Linked DNA regions of Sus scrofa: region 1 is linked to region 2. The links are chromatin contacts, called in public HiChIP or PLAC-seq maps. All regions are on one chromosome and are shown on one strand. Each heading gives the region's core, a stretch centred on a gene start, on an enhancer-like site or on the middle of the called end of the contact. The rest is flanking DNA. Distances are from core to core; before and after follow the strand shown.

Region 1 (4,102 bases), core at 1,255-3,754, 260 kb before region 2:
GGCTGGGGGCGGGGAGGGGGGGGCAAGGTCAGGTCTCCTGAAAAAGGACTCCGAGGAGGCTGCCTCAAGTTGGGTCAAGGAGAGTCTGTCTCAGTGCCTTCTTTAGGGCTCTGAACTCATCCAGGTGAGAGTGGGGCCAGGTGACACCTGGCTGGTCCCTGCCTGGTCCCTGCTAGGTGCCAGGCATGGCAATGAGCCGTTTGGACTTGGCTCATTTTAGGGTATCTCCAAGTATTATATGCTCCCTGTCTCAGGCAGTGATGCTGCAGCCGCAGAGGCGTTGGATGGATCATCCAAGTTTCACTGGTCAGAAAGTGGCAGAAGTGGGCTCTGAACCCACTTCGGGTGTAACAAACATCTCTGGAGTCACCTTTCAGTCCATCACTTGGCCGTGATGGTTGTTTGATATGGGGTGTAATTGGACAGAACTAGTGGAATCCAGGTTACATCTTCTAGGAGAAATCCACAGTTTTTGACTCGAGGAACATGGAGGAAGAGACAGGAGAAACTAGTGAGAATAGGCACCCGTGTCGGAGGCGCCCACGTGAGCCGGGTTCCTTCCACCTCCGCTGCTTGGGATCCCTGGGCCCTTCACCCTGAGGCGGGACTGGGCTTAGGGTGGCAGACGACAGCCACTCCTGTGCTGTGATCCTCAGGCGCACGCTCGCTCTACCCCGTTCTCAACTTTGGTCACAAACTCCATTTGCAAACTTGATCCTGAACCGAATTTCAGCTCAGGGTGCTCCTAGGACATCGCTGGCTGATGAAATGAGCCGATGTCTATGTGATGGGGCTTCTGAGAATGGTAGCACCATCCTGATAAAAGGGGCAGAGAGAGCCGAGTGCTCCTTCCATATTTGTCCCTCTGTCCTGCCTGGCATGCAGACGAGTCCTGCCATCATGACGGTTAAAGCCCCTGCTGAAGGCGGCAGGGCTCCAAGAAGGACTATGGACCCTGTGGGGGTCAGGTTGCTGCACCCGAATCTACTTCGGTGCAGCTTAGATGTGAGGGGATCAAGCCAGCTTCCCTCTATCTGATCCCCCACGTGAACATCCGCCTCTAAAAACGGGAAATTGTCAGCCCAACGTCCAACCACAGGCCTTTTAAATCTGCTGCATTGGGGCCTGAGACAAATCTTGTTGATCACCTAACTTTTTTTCAACTAAGTTTATATTTTTCATGCTAATTAAACATAAACGAAAATCCATTCACGTAACATAAATTTCATGTGAACCTGTTATGTGAACAGTTCAGTGGCCTTTGGTTCATTCACAGTGTTGTGTGACCAGCACCTCTGTCTAGGTCCAGGCGTTTTCATCACCTCAGGAGGAAACCCTTCTCCTCTAAGCAGCTGCTCCCCAGTGTCCCCCCTCTCCATCCGCTGGGAACCACAGTCTGCTTCCTGTCTCTAAGCAGTTCCCTATTCTGGAAGTTTTGCATAAGTGGAGTCTCCCATTTTATGCAAAGGTTAACTCAGAATGGACCAGAGAGCTAAACATAAGGGGAAAAATCACCTAACATTTTAAGGTATTTATGAGCCCACCTCGAGTTTGATGCAGGCTCAAGACAGAGGACATCTTTCTTCCTTCCTGTCTTCCTTCCTTTCTTTCGTCTTTTTGCCATTTCTTGGGCCGCTCCTGCGGCACATGGAGATTCCCAGGCTAGGGGTCCAATCGGAGCTGCGGTCGCCGGCCTACGCCAGAGCCACAGCAACACGGGATCCGAGCCGCGTCTGCATCTGCAGCCTACACCACAGCTCACGGCAACGCCGGATCCTTAACCCACTGAGCAAGGGCAGGGACTGAACCTGCACCTCATGGTTCCTCGTCGGATTGGTTAACCGCTGCGCCACGACGGGAACTCCCATTTTTCTAATTCCCTTCTCTTCTCCGATTAACAGAGCGGCTATGATCCTCCCTTCCCAACTCCTCACCTTCCTCAAAAGGCACAAAAACCCCGCCCTAAACCTCCTCAATATCTCAGATTTTTTTCTCGTTTGCAGAGTCTTTCTTGGCCCTATGATTTCAGGGTTGTTTTCAGATCGCAGGTACTACACACTTCTTCCTTTTTAAAGAAATGATGCGACTGCGCCTTTCCCAGTGCTGTTTATACGCCAATCGGTGTCAGTCATGTAAGTCAGCCTTTTCTGAAAGGGGTCAGTGAGGTCATGGTGTCGAGGGGATCCTTGCACACACGGAGAAGAGAGATCTAGAGGGTGAGGTGAGCGCCAGCTTCCCTCCAGATGTCCAGTGTTAAAGCCAGTACTCTTGCGAGAGCCTGTGACCCCAGTTCCTCTGCTCCCTGATTGAGAGACCACCACCCCAGCACCCCCAGAAATCCCAGGCAAAAATGAAGGTCATTCAGAAGAGCAAAGTCAAGTGATCACGCAGCATCAAGTGTTTAGTTAAGCCGGGAGACGTTCCGTCATAAGTCACAGCCTCCTGTGTCTTCAAGGGTGGTGATTACCACAGCATACCTGTCGGATATGGCAGGAAAGAGTCACACGTGTCACGTGACTGTAATTGCAGCAGTTATCTTTCTCGGAAAGAGTATGTGTTTACCTCCCTCCGCATGTTCAGTCGTTCTGTTTTATCACATTGCGGGGGGAGATTCTCGTCACTCCTCCTGACCTTCCTGTCTTTACTCCGCATGCGTCTTATTGGCGTGAGGACACGTTGAGGAGAAGAATGATTCAGCCCCCTTGTGGATACCTGTCAGAGAAGGACGCGTCCCACTTCCTTTGTATTTAGCAGATGATTTCTCAAGAAGAGCAATTTCAAGAAGAATGGTAGGATAAGAAGCTAGATTGCAGGGACCTGAACATGCCTGAGTTGTCTTAACTTGGAGACCTGCGTGTCGAATGCTACTTCTAGAAACTCCCCTAAAAGAGAGAGACGAGAGATTAGGTACAGTGTTAGGGAAAATGAGAAATTAGAGGGGTTCCCATCATGGCGCAGCGGGAATGAATTTGACTAGGAACCATGACGTTTCGGGTTCCATCCCTGGCCTCGCTCAGTGGGTTAAGGATCCGGCGTTGCCGTGAGCTGTGGTGCAGGTCACAGATGCGGCTCGGATCCCACGTTGCTGTGACTGGTGTAGGCTGGCAGCAACAGCTCCGATTAGACCCCTAGCCTGGGAACCTCCCTATGCCACAGGTGTGACCCTAAAAAGACAAAAAGACCCAAAAAAAAGAGAAAGAAATTAGATACCAGCTTCCTATGGCAACTCATGAATCCATTGACTTTCAAGAGTCTTTTCACCTTTGATACCATGAAATGCTTACATACAAAATAGTGCTATTCTATATTGTGCTCATTTGGGTGAAATTAATCTGGTTTACACTCATATTCCAGCGACTTTAGGGAGCTGAAGTTCGTCAAGAGAAAAAAACCCATTTAAAGTTACGGAAGGCATCATTGTCAGGGTCTGCCCTCCAAGAATAATTGTGTCTTTGCACAAAGAGGAGTTTGAATTGAAACCTCACTAACCTTTCAAAGGTCTGACCTCCAAACATTCAAAGAAAGGGAGGAGGAATTTTTATCATAGCGACTTACCAGTGGAATGAAGAGAGAGACAAAGAAGCAGGCTGCTACTCACTCACCTCCCGCTCCGGGACTTGCGTCCTGGCTGTAAGGGCTGCAAGCCGAGGAAACCTTACATTAAGGAGTTTCTCCTGCTGCCCAAGCTCCGGGATTGGCCCTCGAGACCCAATCCCATTGCAGAGAACTTCCTGCATCCACACGATGATGGATACGTGGGGACCATTTCCTCAGTTTGTGTCCAGTTCTTCTAGACCAGTGGTTCTCAACCTTGGCTGCATGGTGAACACTTCCCTGAGGCTTTATTTCAAAGTATTGATGCCCAGAGAGTCTGATTTTTAGGTCGGGTTGGAGATGCCCGGACATCGGGTTCTTTGAAGATCCCCAGATAAGTGTAATTGCAGCCAGGCTTGAGAACCCCTGCTTAGAACCTTCAGCTGGGGTTAGCTGCCGCCTCCTGGCAAACCAGATACCTTAAAATCCATGCACATGTCACGTTAACTAGGGGACGCATTAAATGCAAGGGGTGCATCTAGACCCTCATGCGTCAGCTTTCCATGGA
Region 2 (4,686 bases), core at 668-3,167:
GGAGGTTCCCAGGCTAGGGGTCTAGTCAGAGCCGTTGTTGCCAGCCTACACCACAGCCACAGCAATGCCAGATCCTTAACCCACTGAGCGAGGCCAGGGATCGAACCCGCAACTTCACGGTTCCTAGTCGGATTGGTTTCTGCTGCGCCATGACAGGAACTCCGACTGTATACTTCTTAGGGTCACAGGTGGATGCCAAGGAGAATGGATAGTCAAGTCCCCTGTGGGTAAAACCGCCTCTCAGAGAGACTTCTCCACTGTGAAGGGAGAAAGGGAGCCTCCTGACCGCTCTGCCTTGTGCGGAAATTGAGCTAAAGAAGAAAATATGCAGTGGTTTGGACAGTGAAGTTGCATGTCGTTATAACCCCACCAGGCTGTGCCCCATCTGGATTGATGGGTGCCCCTGGAACTAGAAGGGACTTGCCGAATTGGAGTTCCCAGGAGCAGTAAAGACATGCACCTCTGCATTCCCTCCAGAAGCCAGTGCAAGTCCTGGGAGTAATCGTTGCAAAGGACCAGAAGAAAGGGAAGTGGGCTCCTGAGAGGGGGTTCCCCGTCTCATGCCTTCTGTTCTTATCTCTGTGCCAGGCTCCACGTGGCCCGTGTGTTTCCTCCTTTCTGTGACTACAGGGGGCAGGGCCCAAACCTCGTCAACCCCTGGTGTCCAGCCTGTGCGTCCGAGCTGAAATCGCCAGTGGTGGCTTTGGCTGCCATCCTGACCGTGGCAAAGCCCTGAAAGGTCAGCTGCCGTTGACGTGATGGATAATGGGGCCCTGTGGAATCTTCATCCCAAAGCCCAGGATTTCCGTCTCTTGCAGACGGTACTCATCAGCCCAGACAGCGCCCAGCCCCAGAGTACCGCTGGAATGCTGAATCTGGATCAGCCAGGATGATGGCTCTGGAGTAGCTCTCTTGAAAGGGATCGAATCTAGAGTCTCCTGGTATCTGGGCACTTTAGAGATTAGACTCCAAGAGCACTCCCCACACAAGCACATCTGCCCAGCCTTTTCTTATCCAAATTCTAGCTCTGCTGGTGGGAGTCAATTGCATTGATCCAAGAAGAGAGAACTTGAGCAGAGAGACTTACTCTCTTTTATCCAAATCTTGTGGTCCAGACTCAGCCCCCAGAAGAACAATCCAGGTTTGCTGCATTTGGAGTTCCCCTTGTGGCTCAAGGGAAACGAATCCATCTAGTAACCATGAGGTTGTGGATTCGATCCCTGGCCTCGCACAGTGCATTAAGGATCTGGTGTTGCCGTGAACTGTGGTGTAAGTCATAGCCACGGCTCAGATCCTGTGTTGCTATGGCTGTGGTGTAGGCCAGCAGCTGAAGCTCGGATTCGACCCCTAGCCTAGGAACTTCCGTGTGCCTAGGGTTCAGCCCTAAAAAGCAAAAAAAAAAAAAAAAAAAAAAAAAAAAAGCTGCATTCTTCACTCAGAAACTGAACCTGATTAAGGCCCTAAGCTTCTGATTCAGGGAGGGGGCAAGGAATCCTGAAACTCGGGGGTGGGTGGGGAGACAAGGCCTTCCTCTCGTTGTCTCTGTTCCCCCCTGCGTCACTAAGGTCCTGTGGCATCCATCCAACCAGGAGGTGGGTCCAGGGAAGGACCTGGAGTCCTAGCATCCCAGTCCCCAGCCCAGAGGTCCCCTCCTGCCATGTTCGTATTCACCCAGGGAAAGCCGAAAAGCAAACATGGCCAGCAGGATGCTGCCCCACCAGCCTCCGCTGTGCAGACAGACCGATGGACAGGATACGGCGGTCAGAGACCCAGCCCTGACCGTCCCGTGGTTTTCTGACCAAATGTTTTCCAGAAAGTTCATCCACATGGCTTTAGTTCCTCCTTCCTTGAGGGGCGGTTACCAGAGAGGACTCTTCCTCCCACACACATGCCCCCTTGAACATGAGGGTGGAGAGGGACTCTGAGCACTGTAGGAACTGGACATCAGTGATGACTTAATGGTGGCTCATGTGGTCGGTGGGACCTTAAGCAAGTCACTTCCTTTAAAGAAATTGGAACTTGGATGGATGTGACTGTGAATTTTCTTTTTTTTCTCTTTTGCTTTGTTCAATCTCTGCATATGTATCAGGTGTCTATTAAGGACCTGGGTCTGTGCCAAATATTCGAGATAGGCAAATTAATAGAGGGCCCACATTAATGAGGAAGACATACCTCCAGGTGTCCCCAAAATTACGTGATTGCAGGGCATGATCCATAACTTCTGGTGACGCTGGATTCTCTTTTTTTTTTTACACCTCAGCCTCGAAAGATCCGTAGTTCATCTCAAGGGAAAGTCTATTTCTCATTCAGGTAACATTTCGGAATGGGTGCTCGCACACCGGCAGCTGGAGCTCCTCCACGGGGTGACTAATGTTCCCAGGATTCTTCCACCTTTTTGGCTTTGGCATCACCTAAGACCTTGGCGGACTTACTCTGCTACCAAAGTGGGGAAGGAGAAAGAGTGAAAATGGCACACTCACTTCTTTTAGAGAAGAATTCCGACGTGGCATCTATCCTGTCTGCTCTGGTTTAGCCGAGGAAGATTAGTCATGGGTCCACAGCTGGGTGCAAGATAGACTGGGTCTAGCGCCCGGTGGGACAGTGTCCTCCCGTGAGGACACCACATCATATAAAAGAAGCCATGAAAGTTGGGTGCACAGTAGGCCATGGCTGCTCCCATGGGAGATGCGCTAGGGGAAAAGAGGGCCGTGATTCCGGGTAAAAGGAGGCATGACCTTGAGTCCAGACCTCAGGGCAGGCTCGCCTGATGATGCTGAGACTCCGTGGGAGGGTGAGTGAGGATTGATGAAGTGTCCACACGGGAAAGCAGAGGAGACAGCTTTCAAGAAAACCTCGAGTCAGGAAATAATTTTGCCAATTCTAAGGAGTCGAGATGATCCCGACAGCGTGGAGACGGGAAAGCATTGAGGAGACGCTTCAATAGGGACTGAATGTGTAGGGCTTTGTAAAAGGCTCTGTAAAGATTTGGGATTTTATCTTTAGGAGAACGGGAAAGGTTTTGCACATAAGCCTGGCAAAATCAGATTTTTTTTTTTTGTCTACATTGTATTTATATGACCACTTCCTCCAGACGGAATCAGAGGAGGCCTAAAAATAACAGCTAGGAGTTCCCATCCTGGCACAGCAAACTGAATCCGACTAGGAACCATGAGGTTGCAGGTTGGATCCCTGGCCTCTCTCAGAGGGTTGATGATCCGGCATTGCTGTGAGCTGTGGTGTAGGTCGCAGTGGCAACAGCCCCAATTCAACCCCTAGCCTGGGAAGCTCCATATGCCACAGGTGTGGCCCTAAAGAGCAAAAATAAAAAAATAAAAAATAAAAGCATAACAGGTAATACTTGCTGAGCACCTGTTAAATGCCAGTCACTGCTCCGAGTCCTCCATCAGGGAGTTTGCTTAGTTCATTCAAGACTCTGTCAAGGGGTTTCCTTTATTAGGTCCATTTTACAGATGAGGACACTGAGGCAGGTTAACTAATTAGCCCTGGGCATCAAGTAAATGGTGGGGGTGGGTCTCAACCAGGGAAGCCCCTATGTTCTCGCTGATCTCTGCTGTGTTATATTTAGCAATAATATATAATATAAAGATACGTCTTTCATTTATTAAAAAAAAACAAAATTCTGTGCCTAGACCCATGAAGGAGCTCTTGCCTTCTAGGACATAGGTGAATTGTGTGGGGGTAGGATGGGGACATTAAGGACTTATTTTTAATTTTTTTAAATTTTTTGTCTTTTGTCCTTTTTAGGGCTGCACCTGCGGCATATGGAGGTTCCCAGGCAGGGGTCCAATCCGAGCCGTAGTCACCGGCCTACGCCAGAGCCACAGCAACGCCAGATCCAAGCCGAGTCTGCGACCGACCTACACCACAGCTCACGGCAACGCCGGATCCTTAACCCACTGAGCAAGGCCAGGGACCGAACCCGCAACCTCATGGTTCCTAGCCGGATTTGCCTCCTCTGCACCACACCGGGAACTCCGAAGGATTTAAATAAATGCATGGAGTCAAGGCTGGGTACTAGGCTGGAAAGAAACGCTGATGACACGTTCAGTTCCCAGAAATGTCGACTAGGTTGTTTTAGATTTAACTTCCCACTGCAAAAAATAAAACGCAACAAACATGGGGGAAAATGAACAAACTAGGAAGAACATCTGTTTGGAAGCCTTGGAGAGTGTCCAAGGCTGACAGAATTTATGGTTCCGAAATGTGAAAAGGGGAAGGAAACCGAGAGAGGGGAATTCATCAGCTGGAAGTAGCTTTACTTTGATGCTCGGCTAATTCTGAGAGCAAAAGCAGCAGAGACGAGACTGGAAAGCTGGATGGCCCTTTTGGCCGTCTCATGTAGCAAACTTTTCAAACTGAGACATCCAGCAGATGGGTCTATCCTGGGCAAAGGACCCCACAAACCTCCTAGGTTTTGGGTTGGGACCCCGAAGGGCCACATGCTGGGGTGATGGTGAACTGGGTGTGAGCAAGACCTCGAAAGGACAGAAATCCAGGTCCTTGCCAATCTGCTGCCAGAGGCAAAAATATATTCGCTCTGGAGAAGCACAACCATACAGAGTGACAAAGTACCCCAACAATAGCAGTGGCTGGCACATAATCAGAAACAATGAGACATCCTGTCGTCAAGACGAGCCCCAAGATTTGTCCAGATATATATATATA

The links. HiChIP or PLAC-seq counts read pairs in DNA pulled down with a chosen protein or histone mark.
Region 1: an H3K27ac HiChIP or PLAC-seq map of alveolar macrophages shows a contact between it and region 2. The contact joins two enhancer-like sites. A contact is called at or near these places in 5 of 47 Hi-C or Micro-C datasets (blood, embryonic fibroblasts and liver) and 1 of 2 datasets of contacts at active chromatin or transcription factors (alveolar macrophages).

What each region holds. Positions count from the first base shown.
Region 1 is chr6:59,179,848-59,183,949 of Sscrofa11.1, reverse strand. No RefSeq gene overlaps it. Among named protein-coding and RNA genes, the nearest start is that of NLRP2, 9.6 kb to the left of the region's middle. Within about 2 kb of position 2,504, at least 1 of the 83 cell types and tissues checked has an H3K27ac peak or open chromatin away from gene starts, as enhancers often do. A contact at or near this core is called in alveolar macrophages, where this site is marked.
Region 2 is chr6:58,922,137-58,926,822 of Sscrofa11.1, reverse strand. LOC106510586 (a long non-coding RNA gene) reads left to right here. Exons shown (of 3, transcript XR_002344799.1): 2 at 589-739; 3 at 2,261-3,193. Among named protein-coding and RNA genes, the nearest start is that of TTYH1, 33 kb to the right of the region's middle. Within about 2 kb of position 1,917, at least 7 of the 83 cell types and tissues checked have an H3K27ac peak or open chromatin away from gene starts, as enhancers often do. A contact at or near this core is called in alveolar macrophages, where this site is marked.